Linked DNA regions of Drosophila melanogaster: region 2 is linked to region 1. A link is a contact called in public HiChIP or PLAC-seq data. All regions are on one chromosome and are shown on one strand. The core of a region is the stretch at or near the end of the contact, and the rest is flanking DNA. Distances in the headings are between cores, read along the strand shown. Region 1 holds the start of CG7963. Region 2 holds the start of CG45263.

Region 1 (4,684 bases), core at 1,490-3,989:
CGAGCGCAAACGGCCTCGACCACACCCACAGCCAGTGCGGGAATGGGAGCTGGACGAACGCCCAAACACAGCACGCCCCAGTTAAACCACAACAAGTATACGGCTCCATCGCCACCTCGCTCCCGCACTCTTACCAATCTCTTCGAGCGTTTGAAGTCGCAGGACAACAAGACGCTACAGAAGTACGCCGCCAATGGGGCGCTCAACAAGACAGAGGACTTCAATAGAGGCTCCACAGTTAGTAAGTCCTTTGTGCAGCATCTGAGAAAGCCCTCTCACAAGCAGAAACGAGCGCCAAGGCCACCGCCCAAGCCGCAATCCCGCTCCCAAGTGGCCATTGCCCATGTGACACCCCTCCGCAAAGCCCTGATCTTTCCGAAGCGATCCAAGTCGTCCAGCGAACTACTACTCGACGATCTGAGCGTGCAGGCGCGTAAGTATCAGCGAAGGATAGAGCAGGGATCAGCGCTGTAGACAGGAACAATGGGCACCCAGTTATGCACCTGTTTCTCACCTGTTGACCAGTTATTTGGCCTCATCTAGATATTAAATCGATTTCTTTCGCATTTCCGTTTACCCCAGAGGCGACGCTTTTGTAGAATAAGTGTGATCCCCAAACCAATACGAAAACGACCCGACCCCTACCTTCGATTCCGATCAAGACCCTCTAACCGAACCCGAATCCGATGTAGATGTGGAACAAGTGCAGCTATCCCGCCGCCATAATGGAAGACAAAGATACGACCCGAAGCAAGCCCAAAGAGAATTAAGCCATACGAGGAATAGCACCCAAAAGAACTAAACTAATTTCGTAATTTACGCATAGTTACATTAAGCCAATTACTCGAAACTGCATGAAAATCAAATCAAAAGATGACTAACCATATTTATAAATACAACCATATATAAATATACATAAACATTATTGTACAAATAGGATCGAAGATGTACCGAGAGCTATGGTTAGATATGGAAATAAAAATCAAACGACAATTCATGCTCTCAACCTAGTTATTTACGAGTACAAGTTTGTCTCTTCAATTATAATTTGAATTCATCTAAAGAATATACCATACAAGCCCGATATACATCTATACATTATACGGATATTTATAGCATATACCTGCGTCACTTGTTGTAACTTTTAGGATAATTGCAAGTCAAAGCAAAAGTAAACCAATTACAAAAGGAAACATTACTAACTCTTACCTGCATGCAATAAAGAATTTCAAAATGCAAAACTGAATAGTGTACTTTCTGGGTTAGGGATATATTAAGCATAACTGATTTTCTTACAGTCACTGTTCGTAATTTCATCTAAGAAGGAAGACAATGCTGGAAAAGGAATTCGGGAACGGTATTTAGTAAAAAAAAAAGCAGTCAGAACGCATACCAAACTTACAGACACCTAAGGCCTCACAGTATAGGGAAACAACTCTCAAAATCGTCCCATGGCACTTCATTTGGCAACAAAGTGATAGCCAAAGTGGTAGCGGTCGCTGTCCTGATCTTTATCCGATGTATGAAGAGCCTTGGAATGTGCAAAACAAATCGCTGTGGGCCCACCTTGGCATTAAAAGAAGCTGCCTAAGTCACTAATAAGGCTGCTTATATCTGTTACCTTGACCGCGATCAGAGATCATTGGCCCAAATCGGCAATCTGCAACTTATCACTGTCCCGTTTCATGACGCAACGCGTGTTTTCGGAGCTGTCCCGCCCGTGTAAAAGGTTTTTCGCACACTTGGCAGCGGTGCAGGCGTTCGCCGGTATGGATCCGCTCGTGAATCTTGAGGACTCCCAGTTGGGCGAAACGTTTGTCACGATGCTGGCAGGCGTAGGGTCTTTCGCCAGTGTTTGTGCGGAGATGCAGCTCGAGCATGTAGACCCTGGAGAAACTGCGCTGATAGACGTTGCAAAGATGCGGACGTTCCTCCGTGTGCCTGTTAACTATGTGGCGTCGCTGATTCTACAAAACCACGCCCGCAGTGCAGGCACTTGTGCTGCAAGACCTGCTTATGGCGCCTCTGATGAACCTCCAATGCTCCATTGGTCCTGAAGGCCTTGGCGCACTGATCGCAGGTGAAGGGCCATTCGTCGGTGTGCAGGCGAATGTGGCTTGCCAGACTAGAGGCGGATTGAAGGCACTTACCGCACTCCAGGCACTTGTGCCCACGTTTGGGTGTCTTGGCATAGGAGCAATTGTGGACCTGGTAGCAACCCAATTTCGTAAAGATCCGCCTGCGCTCCCTACAGTCTATAATAGTTATTGAAGCATGTACTTCTTGGATGTGCCGACGCAGTACTTCCGATAGCTGGAAACCAGCGCCACAATGCTGGCAGTTCCAGCGTGAAACTCCAATAGGTTCATTTTCGGGATCCTCCACAGCGGAGAGCTGTTCAATATAGTCGCTGGGATCAATAATAATTATTTCCTCCGAAGCTAGGGGTTCTGCCGTGTCTATGTTTATCTCCGGAGCCATATCGCGCAACTTCTCCGACTCCACGCATATTTTGCGAAACTTGGCGGCGATGAGAAGCTCGTTGGTGCACTCCTGGCATAAATACATTGGCTGCAAGGTACACAGGTCCACTTGCATCTCCTCCACGATCTCATAGATATCCACCAGAAGTTCATCCTGTTTAAGACAAACTCGGCAACGGAATTCACCAGATGGTGGCGACATTTTCAGTTAAAAGCTTGCAAATATTTAAAAATTGAACTGCCAAATCAAATGCAGCTACCCACAATTATCGATAAGACCGATAAGCAACAAACAGCTGATTATACTAAACTACACTTTAAAGTATGTCTCATATATTAAGAGCTAACTACTTCCAAACTATAAGATAATAATTAATTATGAATATAAATATATGAATATATTTAATACTAACAGCCAACAAATATTTGTCAGTTTAACGTGTTATAAATAAATAAGTGGGAAAACGGCATTTCATTACTAATGTGCACTTCTAAGTTCCGTTAATCGGATTTCCGTATCTGGTAACACCGTGGGGCTTCAGCTGTATCATTGGAGAACTAACGCTGAAAAACTCTTCCTTTTCGATCGGAAATAAAGTGTGACAACATGCTAGCACAAAAGTCAGTTGCCGGTGCTGATGAAGTAAGAACCAACTTTTAAAAAAGTAGCCGAACACCAAAATATTGTTTTGTAATTCAGCTTGCGCAAGCCAAAGGAAAATGCGTCCATTGCGCAAACGCAGCGGAAAGGGTCTGTCAGCGCTGCGGGGACTTTTACTGCTCCAAGCATTGTCAGCGGCAAGATTGGCTACGTCATCGTTACATCTGCATCCCGCTGCCCGCGTTGGTTTCTCCCAATGAATATTCCGTGTTCCAGAGCGACAGGGAATCAACTTTGGAGGGGGCCTGTTCGTTAAACGCTGACAAATCTGTAGTTGAGGCGTCGCCAATACCCCTCAGCCGTTCACCTATTCTTCCGGATTTGCAGTGCAATAACGCCGGCCGTTCCAGCATCATTGCAGCCAAAGATGATATTCCCGTTTCTCCGCCAAAAGCGATCATCCCGCCCAGCGGTGCTATGGTATACATTACGGACTTCATATCCAGTAATCGTTGCTATATTCGCGATGCCAGCGAATCTGCTGAAAGAGCGTTTGACGAAGTTTGCAAGAAGGTTTGTTATATATGGAGTCAAATTTCTTCAATCCAAGAAAATTCCTAAATTAGAAGTAAAATGCGTGCATGATAGCAAATTCTATAAATGAATATTATCAAAGAAATAGTGTTGCGTGTAAAACTGTATACTATTTGGATACTTAAATACTAGCAAATCGAGTTTTTTTTTCTAATTCTACTGTTGACGAGACTATTTCGAATTAAAAAGTGTTGTATCTTCACAGGTTAATACCATAGCTACGTTATTGCCCAGAATAAAAAATCCACCACCAAATAGATTGTGCCTAGTCCACTTTAATGGCATGTATGTGCGAGCGAAGATGTGTAAGAAGCTCCGTGAGGTTTCCCACTTATTTTTGGTCGATCTTGGAATCAAACATTCTGGACCTTTTTTCGATTTTAAGGATATCAATGATGAGTTAAAAGCATTGCCCTGTTCCAGCCAACTGGTGCAGCTCAAGAATGTATTGAATTGTGACTATTCCAATGATGTCATTGCCTTCAACTCGAAATTCGTGGGCAAGAAATATATGGCAACCATTAAAAAGTGCCCTGGATTACACCTCGTGGAACTAGTAAACACGGAGATGAACTTTTCGGTAAATGAACAGTTAAACGCATTTTTCAACAGTAAGAAGTTGCTACGAAACCCTAATTCTGCGGCCGAGAATATCAAGTCATGTTCCTTAGAAGGTCCGCAACCTTCACATATTGATCAACCCATTGCAATTCCTGCAATCGAATGTAAGAAAATGTTAACGAAACCAGAGGTACAGAATGAGTGTGAGGAGATACTCAAGCAACAGAACTCCGGACAAATTGATCAATCAAAATCAACTAATGTACTGGTTACAGAAGGAGCCTCTAATAAGATGCTTGGCTTTATTGATCTTGCTGATAAGGCAACTAAAACTGATCAGGACACTGCACCAAAGCCTAAAGATGAAGACGTAAAACATTCCTTAACACAATGCTTAACACCAAAAGCTAATTATCCGTTACAACTTCCAAACCATAAAAAAAAT
Region 2 (4,684 bases), core at 1,150-3,649, 110 kb before region 1:
TTGCCGCCCAGTCGTTTTATCATTGTTCTTGTTTGTTTATTTATTAAATTGACACATGCTGACAGCAGCCAGATAAGAGCAAATGGAATGGAGTGCCAGGAGCACGAGCAGCACATGGACACAGGACATAGGAGCAGGCAGTGACTGCAAAGGAATCGGACATTGTGGCAGCTTCCACTGGCTCGAGTCGGGGCATAAATCACTCGGAAGTAAATGCTTTTGGCCCACATAATGAACTTGGCCCACTCGAGCAGCCCAAGCAGCACACCCGCCCACATCCGATTTCCACCCCCCAAACGAGCCATGCTGCAGTTGCAACTGCGAAGAGGAATTTTAATTTCTCGCAAAATTAACTTCTGCTCAAATTATTACGTTGTGCAATGCAAATGCCAACTACTACTTACCCGAAAATTCACTTAGGGACCCAAGGAAGCTTCACTTGCAGCAAGAAGGCTAAGCCAAGCAAGCCGTAAAACAATAATTGCAACATCAGTTAGGGGCCAAAAGGGTTAGTTCGCCATTTTTCTGCTTTCGCCACTATTCCCCCGATTCATTTTTTTTTTTTTTCGTTTTTCTGTCTGATTAATACAAATGAGCGGCGATTTGTCATGTCACTGCGTTTAAATTTATCATTTTCCACGACAGGCGCGAGTTATCCAGCCATTTTTGTTGGCGTGCTGCTGTTGTTTTTTTTTTTGTTTTTTGCCCGCTTCTGTTGTTTCCTACATGCCTTTTCGTATCGCAGCTTTATTTTTATGTGTTTTTCTGTTGTTGCTGTTGTTGTTATTGTTTTCTTCCTTCCACAACATTCTCTTGTTTGTTTTTCCTGTTTCCGGCAGGCGTGCGCTGCTCCCTGCCCCATATGGACCGCCCAAATCCACCCACCAGCCACATCCCATCGCTCGGACTTTCACCCACATTGGACGCAGCGGCGCCAAGATCGCTTCCATTGCACATTTTGGCATTCGACTCGCTTTTCGCCCCTCCTTCCTTTTTGCATCAGTCTCTCTCTTTGTTTCGCTCTTTTCAGTACCCTCACAAAGGATAATTGAGTTTTCTCCATTCATATATGTACATACCTGCCCATGAGGAAAGAATATATGCAGAAGATATATTAAGCTGCAGCGATTGATAGTTGAACATTTATTATAAAAAGTTTAATTATTTATCTGTTCTTAAATAATCATAATTCTCTACTGATGAAAGAGCAAATGCTACCCTTTTCTAGGGCTATAATATTTTGGATAGCGTATTGGGAATGCGGTTATGCCGCTTATTTTCCGACCGTTCCACTCGCTTTCCATCTGTGTGTGCCTGAGTTAGGCGCCTGACTCCTCCATTGTTACCACTGCTGCTGCTGCTGCTGCTGAGTGAATTTTATGTGGCATATGCCGAGGCGCAACATTTTTGTTAATGGCTTGTAAAATTTTTTCGCATACACAAATCCCTTTTTGGCTCTTTCCTTTGCCCACTAACTTTTTGCCGGAAACTCCAAACCGCTGCGTCTCCTTTTGGTCCTCGCTTTGCTTGGCTGGGCGTTGACATGACGCCGCACATAGCAGAGTTATAAGCCACCCTTGCCCATTCTCCCCCTATTCGATTTTCCCATTCCCCGCCCCAGTTGAGAGACCCATAATTGTTTGTTAGTTTTTGCTGGTTTCGTGCAGCTGTTGTGGCATTTGCCAAAAGCATAATTCGATTAGCTTTTATCGCAGCGTGTTCAACTGCAATCATTGCGGAAAAATGCCAATTAGAAAAGTTACAGCTCCCCGCTGAACGCGTCCACCCACAATGACCATCTCCCCTGAACCGATTTTGTCCTACTTTTTGCCGTGTCAGAGCTTCCTAGTGTATCTGTCAAAAATATTTTTATTTCGGCTGAATGTCCAATTTGAATTAAGCAATATATTACGCAGCTTCTGTTGATACGTTTTTTTTTTGAATAGGACTTAGATATATACATTTAATTTTAATAAAATCAGCTTGAGTTTGTAATATGTAAATTTTAAATGATTTTTATATGCAATACTCATTGGTAACATTTCACAATTAACGGCATAATATAACTACAACCATAAATACAGTTAAATAGAAAGAGTATCTGGTAGTTGGAAACAAAAAGCACTTGTTGCCAAGCCCGAAAAGTGCAACATGTTGATGGAGGACAGCAACACGCTCAAACCGCTTAGGCCAAGGAAAAAACGTAAACACAACATGTTTGTTGCACACTCAGTTGGCCAACAGGTTTGAGCGCGCTGGCGTAGGTCGTTCGTATGCGTTCGGCTCACAGTCACGAAGCGCCGCTTAACAGTGCTCAGCTCTGTTAGCGAACGTCGAGGCGTAACATTTCGTGTCTTTGAAATGCATATCATCGAAGTCACCAGTTTCAGTTCCAAGTTTCAGTAGATTTCGGGACATCGTGCGGATCGAACGTCTGGCGCTGCGTTCACGCGACTCGTACGCTGCAAGGAATCAGTTACCAGTGACCAGTAAACAGTGATCGGTGAATGTGAATAGTGACTAGTGAATGAGACAGTGAACGAGTAACAGCCCGAAAATTGTTGCATTTACGAGAAATCGCATGGATATTGAAAAAGGTATAGCCAAAGGATGTATGGTAAACAAAAAAAAAAAAAAAACGCGTGCGTTGTTTTTTAGATACACGTGACAGTGGAATTTGTATCTAGATTGTTTTGTTGGTTTTGCTTTTAGCAAGTGTACCCACCGTGTGCTAAATGCATACGTATGTATGAGTGTGCGTGTGTGTGTTTGTGTGTGGAGGTGCCGGGATATACTTTGACACACTTTCGCATCGTGCCCAACTCCCGGCCATCGGTTATGGCGTGTCCTCGAAAACGGGGAAAAAAGTTACAACTAGCAGTAAACGTGAAAAAGGACCAGCAAGGACGAGAAAATCTCGGCGAGGCGAAAGCGCTGTGTTTTCATTGTCGTCGTCGTTCGCCTTTGGCTCATCAATAAAAATTTCCTTGACATTTTATGAGCCAAAGGATTCTGAGCTCACTTTACTTACTCCATTCGCCATTCAGCCATTCGCCGGGATGGCCAATATATTAAATACGACAACGGATTAAACGCTCGGTTGCCCTTTTTATGTCCGCTTATATTTATGGACAATTATTTAAAAGAAAAAAAAATTGCCATTCGCCGAAAGTTTGCACACATTTATGGTCTGTGAATGCTTTATATAATCGCCATGGTGATCGAATCCCACAAAGAAGTTCTACTTCATCGGCAGGGAATGAGGGGGGAAAATTTAATTAAGCCTCTTCGCGATTGTTTATAAATTCATGTTAATGATATTTGGACAGCCCCCCTTTTTCGGATGCCGAAAAGTATCTGCAATTACGTCGAATCGTTGGGCGCGAATTCCGCCTGCCAAAGTTGTGAGAATTTTCCGCTAATTGTTTTCCGTCGAGAAGGCGATTCGCAATCGTCGCCAGCTGCGCGGCAAAAAGGACTCTCGCTCGGCAGAGTTTTTCCCCCTCGGTTTTGATATGCAAATGGCCTTAAATTCCACACTCACAATTGAAATGAAATTGCCTCAAAGTTTCTGTCTTCACCGAAAATACAGGCGGCACGTGCAGCCGGAGTCGTTTAATTTTAAAAGCCAAACATTTTTATTAATGGTTATTGCCGTGAGTGGCAAGAGTGTGCTCCGCTTGGTGTTATAATCGAAGATTGTTTTGCCATTAGGAAAAGCGTCTTGGAAAACTTAAAGACTTCTCGAAAAATGTGATTCCCGCCAGTGGCTCTTGCAGAGATTGAATCATCGTGACGCCCGGCGCTTCAAAGCGACATTCATTTAAATATTTTGATAAACTTTGACGACATTTCGCGCAATTTCAACGCAATGTGTGCGATCCATCCTTATTCGAGGACCCCCCATCTCCTCCTATTCCGCTGGGATGTGCGAGTTTTTCCTGGCATTTATATCAATTTCTTTATTCCTCACGGCTTTCGACTGCCGCCTGCATTTCGGCAAACGAAAAATCCTCAAACATTTTTTTTTTGGTCGGCAGAAGGAGCGTTTCTAGGAAATTTATGTCGCCTTTTATGGCTACGTGGCTCGTAAATAAGAAAAATGTTGCAGTGCCGCCCGAATATCGGGTGTTTTATCTTTTGCACATGTGGCGGCAAGTTAGAGAGAGTTAGAGAAAGGCTTTCTCCTTATCCACCGGCCGTATTTTAGTTACCCCCTTGAGCTGACATCCAATCAGCATTGTGGCAGGGAAATAGCAGAACGAAAATTATTTCATATTTCGCACGACATTCGACACAAATAACAAATAACTGCCTGAAATGGCACATTTAATATTTGATTTGTTTATTTGATTTCGTTGCTACAATGTCCTTGACATCGGAGTGCCGAGAAGGCTTACAGCAAATCGAATTAAAAATTTTTGCAAATTAAATTGGTCTTTACAATGCCAAGTAGAAGTCCCAAAAATGACTTATCTGCAAATGAAAACGAATGAAAATGTTTAGACTTGCCAAATTGTGAAATTGTGAAAATGGAGAACGATTCCATGAGTGTGTGTGTGTGTGTGTGTGTGTGCGGGTGCAGAGGAGCATTAAGTGGGGGAAAGGGGCAAAAATTAGTTTTGTTTTGGCGAGTGCGATTGTGGAGTGGACCAAAACACAAAGCCTAGTTCGTTAAACTCGC

The links. HiChIP or PLAC-seq counts read pairs in DNA pulled down with a chosen protein or histone mark.
Region 2: an RNA polymerase II HiChIP or PLAC-seq map of the Kc167 cell line shows a contact between it and region 1, with 6 times the contacts expected there. The contact joins the promoter of CG45263 here to the promoter of CG7963 in region 1. A contact is called at or near these places in 13 of 107 Hi-C or Micro-C datasets (the Kc167 cell line, the OSC cell line, the PNm cell line and 9 more) and 2 of 6 datasets of contacts at active chromatin or transcription factors (both in the Kc167 cell line).

Annotation. Positions count from the first base shown.
Region 1 is chr3R:8,360,881-8,365,564 of dm6, reverse strand. CG7963 reads right to left here and starts at 2,739. Exons shown (of 1, transcript NM_141541.3): 1 at 1,671-2,739. The coding sequence starts at 2,685. The coding sequence ends at 1,671. Veneno (veneno) reads left to right here and starts at 3,011. Exons shown (of 6, transcript NM_141540.3): 1 at 3,011-3,126; 2 at 3,184-3,657; 3 at 3,884-4,684. The coding sequence starts at 3,091. It overlaps CG45263, which reads left to right. Exons shown (of 16, transcript NM_001260059.2): 16 at 1-1,237. The coding sequence ends at 474.
Region 2 is chr3R:8,475,332-8,480,015 of dm6, reverse strand. It overlaps CG45263, which reads left to right and starts at 2,399. Exons shown (of 16, transcript NM_001260059.2): 1 at 2,399-2,597.